Linked DNA regions of Ovis aries: region 2 is linked to region 1. The links are chromatin contacts, called in public Hi-C maps. All regions are on one chromosome and are shown on one strand. The core of a region is the stretch at or near the end of the contact, and the rest is flanking DNA. Distances in the headings are between cores, read along the strand shown. Region 1 overlaps GRHL1 (grainyhead like transcription factor 1). Region 2 has its middle 10 kb from the start of CYS1.

The links. A called contact is a pair of places that touch in the nucleus more often than the background predicts.
Region 2: a contact with region 1 is called in a Hi-C map of hypothalamus, with 3 times the contacts expected there. The contact joins two enhancer-like sites. A contact is called at or near these places in 12 of 16 Hi-C or Micro-C datasets (blood, hypothalamus, liver and 6 more).

Annotation. Positions count from the first base shown.
Region 1 is chr3:19,205,740-19,213,201 of ARS-UI_Ramb_v3.0, reverse strand. GRHL1 (grainyhead like transcription factor 1) reads right to left here. Exons shown (of 16, transcript XM_027966513.2): 13 at 6,876-6,967; 14 at 6,454-6,539; 15 at 2,376-2,440; 16 at 1-390. The coding sequence ends at 276. Among named protein-coding and RNA genes, the nearest start is that of KLF11, 36 kb to the left of the region's middle. Within about 2 kb of position 4,446, at least 9 of the 54 cell types and tissues checked have an H3K27ac peak or open chromatin away from gene starts, as enhancers often do. A contact at or near this core is called in hypothalamus, where this site is marked.
Region 2 is chr3:19,285,611-19,293,072 of ARS-UI_Ramb_v3.0, reverse strand. No RefSeq gene overlaps it. Among named protein-coding and RNA genes, the nearest start is that of CYS1, 10 kb to the right of the region's middle. Within about 2 kb of position 4,007, at least 22 of the 54 cell types and tissues checked have an H3K27ac peak or open chromatin away from gene starts, as enhancers often do. A contact at or near this core is called in hypothalamus, where this site is marked.

The DNA of each region.
Region 1 (7,462 bases), core at 3,197-5,696:
TCCCAGGTAACCTAGCAAATCTTGGAACAAAGTTTCCACTTTTAATCCTAAGTATTTATAGCAGAAAATTCAAATATGCTTTCTGGGGTCATCTGAAAAACGTCAATGCAATACATTCAATGCTATCTCCAAGCCAAAAGCAGTGCCACCTCCAACTTCCACTGACATCCACCCACATTTGGAAGGTGGCCGACTGGCGAACCTGTGGCTTGCCAACCCCAAAGGCCCAGGTGACAGCTTCACTGAGCTCGCTGGGAGTCGTGGGCGGGGCATCCTCAGATCTCAGTGAGGGTGAGCTTGAACGATCCCCCGGACTCTTCCATCTGCAGCTGGAAGGTGTCTTCATTGGAGTAATGCTTCACGATATTGTCGTCCATGTTCACCAGGATCCTGGAAAAGGGAGACGAGACAGGCCTGCTCACTCCTGCCCGCTCCGCAGTCACACCCAAACTCCACAGCTAACACTGCCACTTGCTAGCTGTGCCATGTGAGGCAAACTAGTTACACTCCCTATGCCTCACTTTCCTCATCTGTGAAATGGGTATAATAGTAGGGTCAATCTTACATGGTTGTTGTAGGGATGAAATGAGGAGCTTGGGTGAAGCACTTCACGTGCAGGGTATACGATAAAGAAAACACAGTAGCTGAGTTATTATTTCAGTGTGCAGTGATCTTTCAATAAACAGTACTTATTACAGTGAACAAAGTCAGTCTACAGAAGAATCACATGGTCCAGCTACAGAAGGCACATCAGTCAAGTCAACCTACGCGTCTGGAAGCCACAGCTCCCTGACGACTCTTTTTCCCAATGAGTTACCCTCAAAGTTTAGCCAATCTACTATCAAGGCCAACCCTTCCCACAAGGCCCATCGAGGACATTCCACATGCTTTAGAATTAAGCCCCAAAATGCTTACTCTGTATCCCATGCCAAACAGTACTGACACTTAAGTACAGTTCTAAAAATATTAACTTCTGAACTAAGAAGCAACATTCCATGATTGAAAACATGTCTCAGGGCAGGAGGGTGGAGGGAGATGGAGCAAAGGCTTTGATGTTGGTCAAAACAGAACTTGAAGCTTGGCCTCGGCACTAAGCTGACCCTGATTCTGGAAAAGCTTCCTAGGCTCTCTGGGCCTCAGCTGCCTCATCCAGAAACTGAGTAGTAACTCCTGTCTTAGAGTAATGGTAACATGGGAATTAAGTAACACACATGTGCCTGGCCCAGCACCTGACTCATGATGGGGGCTCAATAAATGGGGCAGCGACTGTTGTCAGCCTTGGTAAATTTTATCATGCGCTCTGGAATTTGGAGCAACTGCACTGCTGCCAAGCATGGGAGAAACAAAGATTTTACTTGGAAAAAATCCACAAAGATGCCCTAGAAAAATAAATCAACTTTATGTGGATAATCTAGTATGAAAAACTATTATTTTTGCACTGATATTTCTATAACTGGTTCTTGACTGGGCACAAATTCAGGTGGATGAAATTAATTTTCTATGATACTGACATTACTCAGAGGCTGTTCTGTGACACTGACATCACTCCTAGTCTCTGCTCTATGACCCTGACATCACTCAGAGGGGCTGTTCTATCACACTGACATCACTCAGAGGGGCTGTTCTATCACACTGACATCACTCAGAGGGGCTGCTCTATGACCCTGACATCACTCAGAGGGGCAGTTCTATCACACTGACATCACTCAGAGGGGCTGCTCTATGACCCTGACATCACTCAGAGGGGCTGTTCTATCACACTGACATCACTCAGTGGGGCTGTTCTATGACCCTGACATCACTCAGAGGGGCTGTTCTATGGCACTGACATCACTCAGAGGGGCTGTTCTATGACACTGACATCACTCCTAGTCTCTGCTCTATGACCCTGACATCACTCAGAGGGGCTGCTCCATGACCCTGACATCACTCAGAGGGGCTGTTCTATCACACTGACATCACTCAGAGGGGCTGCTCTATGACCCTGACATCACTCAGAGGGGCTGTTCTATCACACTGACATCACTCAGTGGGGCTGTTCTATGACCCTGACATCACTCAGAGGGGCTGTTCTATCACACTGACATCACTCAGAGGGGCTGTTCTATAACACTGACATCACTCAGAGGGGCTGTTCTATCACACTGACATCACTCAGTGGGGCTGTTCTATAACACTGACATCACTCAGAGGGGCTGTTCTAAAACACTGACATCACTCAGAGGGGCTGCTCTATGACACTGATATGACTCCTAGTCTCTGCTCTATGACCCTGACATCACTCAGAGGGGCTGTTCTATAACACTGACATCACTCCTAGTCTCTGTTCTGTGACCCTGACATCAGAGGCTCTAAGGTTGCCAGTCAGCACTCACCCTTTTTTACACTTCTTGAAGATTTTCCCAATCTTTTCTTGGGGAACATCATATTTGTCAGAGATCTAAAGGAACAAAAGAAAAATAATATTACAAATTTCTGTGTTCATGACTTGACAAAACCTTGACAAATACCTTCATACAGTGGTACAGACACTTGGCTTTCTGTTTCTCACATCTGCACACACAAAGCCACAGATGAGCGCCTGTCTATCCTGGGGAGGAGGGGCTACCCGCCTCTGGAGAGAGCTGGAATCAGGGGTCTGCTGCTTCCCAAAGTCATAGATGTCACAACTCTATTATATGGCCATGGTGTTTTGAAATTAATACCTTACAGAGCAGTGTTATGTTTACAGAGAAAGTACAGACCTATTCTTTCCACCCAAAATCCGTGTGCTGTACTTGTCCTGCCTGATGAGCGAACACTGCTGCAACAAGAAAACTAAAGTCCTCGGTCCACCTCTCTGAGCTGAGCGCTCCATGCAGGTTGGCATCCACGTGGGCCCCTCTCTGAGCTGAGCGCTCCATGCAGGTTGGCATCCACGTGGGCCCCTCTCCGAACTGCAGGCTCCATGCATGTTGGCATCCACGTGGGCCCCTCTCTGAGCTGAGTGCTCCATGCATGTTGACATCCACATGGGCCCCTCTCCGAACTGCAGGCTCCATGCATGCTGACGTCCACGTGGGCCCCTGAGCTGAGCGCTCCATGCAGGTTGGCATCCACGTGGGCCCCTCTCTGAGCTGAGCGCTCCATGCAGGTTGGCATCCACGTGGGCCCCTCTCCGAACTGCAGGCTCCATGCATGTTGGCATCCACGTGGGCCCCTCTCTGAGCTGAGTGCTCCATGTATGTTGACATCCACGTGGGCCCCTCTCCGAACTGCAGGCTCCATGCATGTTAACATCCACGTGGGCCCCTCTCTGAGCTGTGAGCTCCAAGCATGCTGACGTCCACGTGGGCCCTTCTCTGAGCTGTGAGCTCCGAGCATGCTGACGTCCACGTGGGCCCCTCTCTGAGCTGTGAGCTCCGAGCATGCTGACGTCCACGTGGGCCCCTCTCTGAGCTGTGAGCTCCGAGCATGCTGACATCCACGTGGGCCCCTCTCTGAGCTGCAGGCTCCATGAGCGTTGACAAGCATCCTGTCTAGGCACTCTACTCAGTGCACAAAGGCCTCACTCTGGAGTGAGACACGCCTAAACAGTGCCAGTTCTGACTCAGTTTCCACTGGCAGGTGACTGTTCTAAACCTTGGCCTCCTCTCAACAGGAAAGAGAGACCCTCACCTCACATACCCCATGACTATCGTGGGATTAAGGCGTGTCCAACCCAAAGCAGGAGTTCATTTCAGATACAGACTCACCAGAAGGAAGGAACTGTTTTGATTCCCCAGCTCAGAAGGAACATCCAAGGGCCCTGGCCACAGCCAGGCCAGCGCCTCGCTAGGGGTGGAGCCTCTCCGGAGGGCAGTGGGCTCTGGCTAAGGCGTGGCCGAGGGCCCCAGTCCTGGCCCACCTTCCCTCTCGACCAGGGGTGCGGGGTCCACACAGTGCAGTGAGCTCTGGAGGTTTCCTCTTGGGCGTGGAGCTGTCTGCACAGGGAGGGGACAGCTACTCCAAGGACCAGGGGCTGATTCAATCTAGGTCAGACACTGTACCTGAGGAGGTATCCAGACCGCTCCCACCCAGGGGTCACCGCCCTGCCCACTCTTGATCTGAAGAGCACGGCTCTGGGCGGCCCTGAGACTGGGGCTTCAGAAGACCGGCCTGCAGATCATTTTCAATCTAACAAAGATACATCGTGCACATCGAACCACATCCAAGCTGCATCATACACGTTCACCTCTTTTCTGTGCCACTGGACTATCACTGTGTTTATGAAACCCCCAGCCCAGGAGATGGGAGGCTGGGATGAATTCCTTAAGTGCTGTGAATGAATTATATTTGCACAGCGAGTCCCAGTCTTTTCCACGCTCTCCTCTCTCTCCTTCATCAAGAGGTGAGGAGGGGCTATCAGGAGACAAGGAAGCGGAGGAACCACGAACCGGGAGAAGTCACAGGAAGCCGAATGACCCAGAGCAGAGGGCGCCAGGTGGCGCTGGGCGCCGCTGGCTGAGGTGCAGGGGAGGAGCTGCGGTGACATCCGCTTCCTAGAGACCGAGAGACAGCGCCCCCTGGCTGCCACCCCCTGCACTGCCTCAGTTCTCCCCGCAGCATCCATCAGTTCAGTTCAGTTCAGTCCAGTCGCTCAGTCGTGTCTGACTCTTTGCGACCCCCATGGTCTGCAGCACACCAGGCTTCCCTGTCCATCACCAACTCCTGAAACTTACTCAAACTCATGCCCGACTAGTCGGTGATGCCACCCAACCATCTCATCCTCTGTCGTCCCCTTCTCCTGCAATCTTTCCCAGCTTCAGGGTCTTTTCAAATGAGTCTGTTCTTTGCATCAGGTGGTCAAAGTACTGGAGTTTCAGCTTCAGCATCAGTCCTTCCAATGAATATTCAGGACTGATTTCCTTTAGGATGGACTGGTTAGGTCTCCTTGCAGTCCAAGGGACTCTCAAGAGTCTTCTCCAACACCACAGTTCAAAAGCATCAATTCTTTGCTGCTCAGCTTTCTTTATAGTCCAACTCTCACATCCATACATGACCACTGGAAAAACCATAGCCTTGACTAGACGGACCTTTGTTGGCAAAGTAATGTCTCTGCTTTTTAATATGCTGTGTAGGTTGGTCATAACTTTTCTTCCAAGGAGTAAGCGTCTTTTAATTTCATGGCTGCAGTCACTATCTGCAGTGATTTTGGAGCCTCAAAAAATAAAGTCTCTTTTGTTTCCACTGTTTCCCCATCTATTTGCCCTGAAGTGATGGGACCAGATGCCATGATCTTCGTTTTCTGAATGCTGAGCTTTAAGCCAACTTTTTCACTCTCCTCTTTCACTTTCATCAAGAGTCTCTTTAGTTCTTCGCTTTCGGCCATAAGGGTGTTGTCATCTGCATATTTGAGGTTACTGGTAAGTCTCCCCGCATCCATCAGTGCTACCTGGAAAATTACACAGTGGCCTCTGCCGATTTCACTGTAGCCATCTTCCTAACCAGAATGTAAACTCCATTCAGCACTGGGTCATGTACTCCTATATCTCCAGTGCCAGGAACAGTGCCTGGCACAAAGTAGGCCCTTCACAAACGTTTGTTAAATGAATTCAACATTTGGCAGTAGTCAGGGGAAACCTGCTTCCAGCCGAGTTATGGACTCACTTTGAGCTCAAAGATTCCGGTGATTTACAGGGGCCCGAGGTGGATACATATCGAGACACAGTGCTGACCCCTTGAATTTCACTCTGGGGCAAAGCCAAAACAGGGATCAGCCTGGCACCCTTCTCGTGCCTCTATGATGTCCCCAAGGGCAGGCTGGGGTCAGTGTGCTCTTGGGCCATTTGCTGAGATGCTGCGGCCGAAGGATCTCCGAGCCATGGAAGTTGTATGGGCCCCTTCTCAAGCTGGCCATGCAGGTGATCAGAAGTGTGCAACTCGTGACTTCACTTTAAATCACCTGGCTGTGGTCACCTCTGGTCACAACTCTGCCTTTTCACAAATAGGCTTCGGGTAATGTCTGGACACAAATTCAGTCATTTCCCAAGATCAGGAGTTCCAAAGGCCGGTGAAGGAGCCACTGTTTTATGTGTGGAAGTTTTCAAGATTTTGATAGAAATAATCTTTTGTTGGCTTCTAAGTAGTCTGTTAAGTGGCAGTCTCTCTTTAACCAAGCACAGGAAAGTTAAACCATTCCAAGGGTCATTACAAATCCACTCAGTTCAGTGGACTAGACGCTGGTGGGTGATTACTATCTACCAATGGGTGTGCTGGGCACAGTGGTGTGAGGTAGGTACAACCTTGCAACTGCTGAAGACTAAGCTGGGGGTGTGGGGGTCGGGGTGAAACGTGGCACGTGCCTCGGCCACAGACAAGGTGCTGGGACTCAGGAAAGGCTTTAGCACCACCGAGGAACCTGGACGGGCTGGTAAAATTTGTTCTGATCGAATTCTGTGCAAGTAAGAGGATTATGAAGCTCCTACTACTTACAGCTTCCATCAGGCCTTTCAAGGATGGAGTCTTGAGCATCAGGGCATCGAAGACTTCTTCTGACTCCTTCCGCACGTAGAGCAGCACTGATCCCCAGTGGGGAAGAAGGAGGGAAAAGTGTAATTCATTGATAGGAGCAAAACAAGAAAACGGATTGCAGGTATTGAGAAAAATAAAAAGAGACGTCCACATTAAGGACGGCAAACATGAACCAATATAAAATCTGTCTCAAGGAACACAGCTTTCAGCTTCTTTTTAACTCTGCTGGAAGTCCCGGCTCAAGCCAGGAGGAGCTGCTCTGATGGAGGAACACTCAAGGGAAGTCAACACTGATGAGGTCTGCTTGAGGAATTCATGCTTTGGCTGGATTCAGAGCTCACTTCCCACTGGAAAATCCCACTACGAACCGTAAACCAACACACCTCTCTTTGGTTCTTCTACCCGGGTCAGCTTAGCAGGAGGCGGGATCACAAAGTCGTCTTCCGAGCTGTATGGACCCCTCTTCAAGCTGGACCTGCAGACGATCCAAGGTGTGCAATTAGTGACTTCACTTTCAATCACTTGCAGAAACAAAAGGAGTTTCCGGGTGTTATCACTGGATTTTACATTTTAAAATGTCCTTCATTTTAAAATGGCCAGCCTTTATTTTGTGGATGAAAATCTGGGGCTCAAGGGAAGAAGCTGACTGACCCGGGCTCGTGCGACCAAATAGCAGAGGGGGACCACACTCAGGAGCCTGCTGGACACCCCTGTTGCTCTCACACAGCTCCAGCTGCCCTCTTGGGAATGGGGTTTCTCTTCAGGAAAAAAAAAACTTATGAAGGAGGTGGGATGTGAGATGCGCGTGAAGGTGGTAACAGAGGAGAGAGCGCGTCAAAAGAGGGAGGATGTGTGAGCGGGAAAACACTCAGCCTGGCTGGCTGAGACAGAAAGTCCCGGAGGAAGATGAATCTAATCCAGAAAACCTCGATCACTCAGCTCTCAGGAAGTTTAGACTTTTATGTTGCAG
Region 2 (7,462 bases), core at 2,758-5,257, 80 kb before region 1:
TGTTGGGCTTCCCTTGTGGCTTAGCTGGTAAAGAATCTGCAGGAGACCTGGGTTCGATCCCTGGGTTGGGAAGATTCCCTGGAGAAGGGAAAGGCTACCCACCCCAGGATTCTGGCTTGGAGAATTCCATGAACTGTATAATCCGTGGGGTCGCAAAGAGTTGGACACGACTGAGCGACTTTCACTTTCACTATAGTCAGTTATTAATGTGGTTGAGGTCAAGAGCATCAAAGAGATGATTCTGGAAGCAGACAGACCTGTGTTGAATTCCTCTCCCTCACCAGCTGGTGACGCTGGGAAGCTGTGCACTCAGTGTAACAGGCATCTGATTAAGATGCTTCATCCATGGGCTTCATTCAGTCCTTACAGCAGGACATGGAGTTTGGAGGAGTGTGAGGCACGCGCCAGCTGTGTGACCCTGGGCGTGGCATTTGCACCGTCTCCAGGCCTCAGCTTGATCATGCTGAAGGGTGGCATTTAGACTGTCGTCGCTAAGGGTAAGCTTCCTTGGTGGTGCTAGGGGTAGAGAACCTGCTTGCCAGTGCAGGGGGCATAGGGAACGCTGGTTTGATCCCTGGGTAGGGAAGATCCCCCGGAGGAGGGCATGGCACCCCACTCCAGTATTCTTGCCTGGAGAGTCCTGTGGACAGAGGAGCCTGGAGGGCTACAGTCCACGGGGTTCACAAAAAGTCGAACATGACTGAAGTGACTTAGCACGCACGCATGCATTGCTAAAGGTTCTTTGAGTTCTGCCCTACTTTGCTTTCCGATCCTATTGATAAGATGAGTCTGGAGCCAGCAGGCAGAACCCAGTTGTGCAGTGGTTAAGAAGCAAGAACTGCCTGTCATGGCTGCACTGACCAGCATGTCCCCAGTGAATGTTCACAGAACTGTGATCAGCCTTGGGCTGATTAGACATCCTCAGTTCAATGACCAAACTCTTCTCATGAGCTCTAAGGAATAATTAGCTTTTTCTATTCATTCTCTGGGAAAATGTATTTTGGATTTTAAACGGTCACCTTTTACAAATGCATCTGAGCTCCCATTCTTTGAGTGCTTGTTATGGGCTAGACGCTGTTTTGTGCTGATGGCTTGACATGCGTGACCACATTTAATTTTATTCACTTCTCACAGCAGCTTCATGAGGCAAGTACTATTAATCCCCATTTGATGGATGGAGAGACTGAGGCACCATGAGATTAAGCTACAGAGATGGTGTCAGAGTCACACCTGAGTGTCTCCATTTCCAAGGTGCCACTGCTCCATAAAGCTGACATTTGAGAACAGACCCCATTTCTGGGTTGGGCTTGGCAGAACCATGTTCGTGTGACATATTTCTGCTCTGGAGAAACAAACACCTACAACAGAACAGTTCTGTGAACAGTTTGCCCATGCTTGTCCCTGGAGAGCAAGAGTGACTTCTCTCACACTAATCACTGACTCGGCAAATAGTTACCAAGGGCCAACCCCTATTCTAGATGCTGGGGTCACCGCCAGGGACAACACAGAAAAAATCCTGGCCCCGGGAGCTTGTATTCTAGCAGGAGAAAAACAGAAGCAAATTATCAACATAATTAATAAGTATATCAAATTGTATGTTAGGAGGAGAATGGGCTTTGGAAAGAAAATAGAGCCAAATAAAGAGGATCTGAAGTGTAGGAGGGGAGATTCAATTTAGAATAAGCTTCCTTGTGATAATGAAATGGGAGGGGGCATTGCGGGGGGTATGGATGGATATGAGCTGTACAGCTTTCTGGAAGGGTGAGGCAGACACAATCAGTGCAAAGGCCCTGAGGTGCATGTGTTTGGCATGGCTGAGGATGAGCAAGGAGTCCAGCGGGGCTGGAGAGAGGTGAGAGAGGGCAATGGAGGTGGTAAGAAGGGGCCAGATTCTAGATATAGAGTCAGAAGGCAGAACTAAGGGAATTACTGGTAGTTTAAAGGGGGGTTGTGAGAGAAGAGGAGTCAAGGAGGACCCCCAAGTAACTGAGTAACTGGAATTAATAGGGAATTTAGAATGATGCTGGAGCACTAAGAAGAGGCCAGTTCTCCGAACTTACGGTTGCTAGAGGGGAGGGATAGTTAGAGAGTTTGGGATGGACATGTACACACTGCTATATTTTAACTGGACAACCAAGAAGGACCTACTGTGTAACACAGGGAACCCTGCTCAACGTTATGTGGCAGCCCAGATGAGGAGGAAAGTTTGGGGGAGAATGGACACGTGTATATGTTTGGCTGAGCCCCTTTACTGTTCACCTGAAACTGTCACAACATTTTTAACTGGCTATACCCCAATACAAAATCAAAAGCTGTATTTTTCTTTTTTTAAAGAAGAGGCCAGTTCTCATCCCTGTTGTCCATGGTCTCTTTAGACCTTTGCCCAGTGGTCTGGATGGCATGACTGTGCCAGAATTAGAGGGGCCAACAGGCAGTGTGACAGAATTATTTTACAGTGTGCCAAGATACTGAAGCCAGCACCTCCTTTTATTTCCGTGAAGAAATATACACAATTTTAGAAACTTTTTATTTTAAAATAATGTCAGACTTATAGAAGATATGAATTGTACAGTTTCTATACGGCAGCCAGCTCCCCCTACTGTTAACATGTGGCATAACCACAGAAAAGTTGAAAAATAAGACATCAACTTAGGTGTAACATTACTAAGTACACGGCAGACTTTACACAGATTTCCAGAGTTTTCCCCCTACTGCCTTTTTTTTTTAACTTTTTACTTAATATAGGAGGATAGCCAATTAACAATATTGTAACAGTTTCAGGTGGACAGAAAAAGGACTCAGCCATACATACACGTGTGTCAGGGGAGTGTGTAATTTCCTTGGTTCTGTCTCACCACAGCAAACGTTGGAAGCGGCAGACCAGTGTTACAGCTCGGTTACAGCTCAGTTTTATTTGGCAAGCAAAGGAAAACATCCTCGAGGCGTGAGGGCAGGCCGACCCAAAAGAAGAGAGCAGTTCAATTTTGGTTCCTCTTTTTATCTGTTTTTCCTCCTTCCCCTGAGCCTGCCCTATGTAAACTGGGCTAGCCAGGAGGGCTGTATGTTTCACCTGAGGTTCTCACTCGGGTCCTCGGACCTTCCTTTTTCTATTTTTTTGGGCTTCTCCCTCTTTGTCTTTTAGCCACCGCTATTTTGGACTCCTTCCTATTCTAACTGCCTGACACAGGTATCCCTTCTCCCTCACACTCCCCTTCCCGCTAGGCTGCCATGTAACACTGAGCAGAGTTCGCTGTGCCCTACTGTACTGCCACTTTGATGGTACAGGGTCCCTCCCTAAGCTTTCCGTCACGTCCCCTTACTCTCCTTCAGCTCGAGATGGTTTCTCTGTCTCCTTGGCAGTTGCCTGGCACCTCTGTCCTTTCTCCTTGGGCCCCAGGTCTGGGCAGGAGTCTGGGGCCAGGGTGGAGCTCTGGTCAACCACCCAGGGAGCCACCCCCCCTCCCCCCACGCCAAGAGAGGAGCAACCCAAGCTTGCTGTCTCCCTGCCCCAGGCTACCACCCTGGTCCCCACCTCACACCCGAGGACCACCAAACCCCCTGGTCACCAAGGCCACTTCCGATCCACAGAGCTGGGTCTGAGGCAGAGAAACATCCCCCCACCCCTTGTGTTTCCCCAACAAAACACAGATGGTTAAGGAAAGGGAGGGCCCCTCGGTCAGGATCAAAGCACTGCCTCTGAAATTTTCCCTGGGGCTGAAGAACATGGCAGCCAGTAAGGAGAGGCCCTTCTGCACCTCCTCCTCAGCCCCCACCCTCCTCACTCCCCTCACCTCATCTCACCCCGACCACGGGAGTTCTGCCCCCGCTGTGCCCAGCCAGACAGTGAGCTGCTGCGGGCGCCTTTTGGAGCTGAGACACAGTGGTGTTGCTGGCACTGTTGAAGTCAGGAAGAGGCTGATGGCCCAGTTACCGTGGCAACCAAAGTTTGCTTTCAGAGCAGCTGGTGTTCAGCTCTTGCTTGGACCTAGAGAGGCATGATGTCACGGCGGTGGTCGTGGCGGCTCCAGGCACAGTCAGATGAAGCTCTTCTGGGGGTGGGGCAGTGCTGGAGAGGGTATGAGACTGCCAGATTGAAACTGAAAGATGGACTGGGATCTCCCCGGGGTCTGGAAGATGCTGATACTCCCTGGTCTAGGAAAGAGGTTCCTCAGAGGACAGGAGCGCATGTGTTAAAACTGTCGCCAAAGCCCCTTGTGTCACTGTCTGCAGCTCTGCTAGTTAGGGTGGCTCGTTGGTAATGGAGGGACAGCCAGGGCCCGGGTACCTGGGCTCAATGTTAGGACAGGTGTCAGGGGCCAGTAGGGATTTGTAGCAAGACCACCGGAGGCTCCAGCACTGAGTAACTGTGTGACTGTGGGCAAGTGTCTTGGGCTCTCTGAGCCTCAGTGCCCCATCCATCAAATGGAAGACCACAAAATCTACCCTGTGATGCTCCCAAAGGTCAAACCATCCGAACCTCACAGAGTGCCCAGGGCATCTTAGTTCTCAGTAAACAAGAGCTCTGAAATCTTTGCCTGGGGACCCCGCAGGAGCCACTTTTCCTTCTTCAGGACCCTGTTCTGAGCATGCCCTCCCCGAGGCTCCCTCAGGGCTGACCCCACGCCCCAGCCTTTGCTGTGTGCTCCTCCTTGCCACACGTGAAGGACCACGTGCTCCGAGTGGCAGAATGACATCTGTCTGTCCTGGGAGGGTGTGACGGTCTGGGGCTGGAGAAGCCATCGTTAATTTAGGATTTCATTTTGTACCAAATGCAGGATGATTATTAAAAAGTCAGGGTGCTGCCTTCCCCACTATAGCAGTAAGCTAAGGACCAGGAGGGCACTGGACCAGAGGGCACCAACTCTCATTTCCCTCCATCCCCCCCCCACCCCCCAGCATAGGGAGCATCCATATGTCCTTCCACATCTTGATCCTTTCTCATCTGCAATTTGGAAACTCTCCTCCTATTAACACCCAGCTCTAGTGTCTTCTCCAGGATGCTTTATTGACCTCTTGTCTTTCCTCAGTATTTATACCTGTTATGTCACATTTCTCTTTTTATTTTAATTTTTGAACACAGCTGTCTCCCTCACTGGTCTCTGAGTTCCTGAAGCCAGGAACTATGAATCATTTATTTATATATTCCCCAAGTTTATCGCATGGTAAAAGCTTTACAAGTGCTTATAGAGTTGAGTCAAACTGCATTTCTGTGAGATATATACTTTTTCAAACAGACTGAGTTTCTTTTCTGGTGATTTCATTTTGGTGTTTGCTTTCAGTTTAAATAATCAAAACATATTTGGATAAGTATTCTTGGGTAGATTAAAAATAACTCAATATATTCCTAGGGTTGATACTTGCAGAAACGCAGAAAGACTTTTTATTTGTATCTAAATAAGAGAAAGGACAGGAAGGAAAATGCTGATAACATTTTATCTGTAGAGAAAAAATAAAATCTAGAAGTAGAAAAAGAGATCTGACTTTGAGATCTCATTTCTGGTTCACACACAAGAAGAAATTTAAATATTAAAAGGGCTTATTTGTCTACAAGAACCTTTTCCCTTGGGTTTCATAACTCAGCAATCTCACCTGGGGCCCCAAGTGAGCACGCTGAGTTAGGTATGAAGGCAGAAATAAGTTACTAAAAACTGTAGGTGGTTAATATTAACTTCCTTTTCTTTCATGAATAAACCCTGTCATCTGGGACGAAACTCAGAGCGCTTTCAACTAAACCAGGGCTCCATGCAGTTTGTGTAAAGGGCCAGATGGACATATTTCAGGCTTCATAAGACAAATGATCTACAAGTCTTGAACCTGTGCCCTCTGCAGTGAAAACAGTCCTAACCACTGGCCCATCAGGGAACTCCTTTTTTTTTTTTTTTTTTTTTGCCAAATGGTCTTTGAAGTAAACCTTGAAGCGTTAGTCGCTCAGTTGTATCTGACTCTTTGTGACCCCGTCGACAGTAACCCGCCAGGCTCCTCTGTCCTTGGAATTTTCTAGGCAATACTGGAGTGGATTGCCATGCCCTCCTCAGGGAGGAATGCAGGAAAGGAATCACTAAAAAGATACGTGTGCATGCATGCTAAGTCACTTCAATCGTGTCCAACTCTTTGTGACCCCATGGACTGTATGTAGCCTGCCAGGCTCCTCTGCCCATAAAATTCTCCAGGCAAGAATACTGGAGTGGGTTGCCAACACAATAAACTGTTAACAGTGATTACCTTGAAGGACCTGGATGGCCTGTGGTATAGCGCATGCTTTATTTATACATTTATCTTTCTGCACTCATTGTGCTTTTTTCCCTCTGCCATGAGCATGCATGCTTTGTAGTTTAAAACACTAGTTAATAAAAAGCTATGTTAAAAAGTGAGGGGAAAAATGTAGGAAAGGAAATCTGCCTCTTTTATTACTCAGAGATTTTATGTGACTTGCTGTATTAGTCAGGCCTCTCAGAGTAACAGAACCACCAGGATTCTTGTGCTCAGTGGCGTCCCACTCTCTGAGGCCCCATGGACTGTAGTCCGCCAGGCTTCTCTGTCCATGGAATTTTTCAGGCAAGAATGCTGGAGTGGGTTGCCATTTTCTCTTCCAGGGATCTTCCCACCCAGAGATTGAACCCATGTCTCCTGCACCTCCTGCATTGCCAGGCAGGTTCTTTACCACTGAGCCACCTGGGAAGCCGGAAAGAATACATAAAGAGATGCATCCAAGAGGACACAGCACAGGAATTGGCTCACAGGGCTATAGAGGACAAGAAGCCCCACAACCTGCCATCTGCAAACTGGAGACCCAGAAAAGTCAGTGATGTCAGTGAGTCTGGCTCTGAAGGCCTGAGGATGAGGACGGCTGGTGTCCACAGGCAGGAGAAGACAATGCCCCAGCTCAGGCAGAGAGCGAGAATCTTCCCTTCCCCCACTTTCTGTTCCCTGTGGGCCCTCAACTGCATTGAAGGCCTCGGCTATATTGAGTCCACTGACTCTTCTTGAGACACCCTCCCAGGCGCAACCAGAAATAATGTTTTGCCAGCTATCTGGGCATCCCTTAGATCTGTCAAGTTGGCACATAAGATTAACCATCACAACTACCATTAAAGTAACTTTTACTAAATATATATATGATATATATTATATCATATATATATATGTTTAAGATTAACTTGACTATTAAACATAGTCATGTTTTAAGTCCCCAGGGAAATAGTGGTCCGTGACAACTACAAACCTGACTTTTTTTACTCTCTAGGACCCTGCCTCATTCACAGAATTGAGCGTCAATATCTTTCATATTTGGGGGGATTTTTTTTTTAATTTTAAAATTATATATTTATTTTTTGGCTGCACTGGGTCTTAGTTGTGGCACATGGGATCTTCAGTCTTTGTTGCAGAGTCAGACACGACTGAAGTGACTTAGCAGCAGCAGCAGCAGGATCCATAAGTTGGGGCATGTGAGATCTAGGTCCCT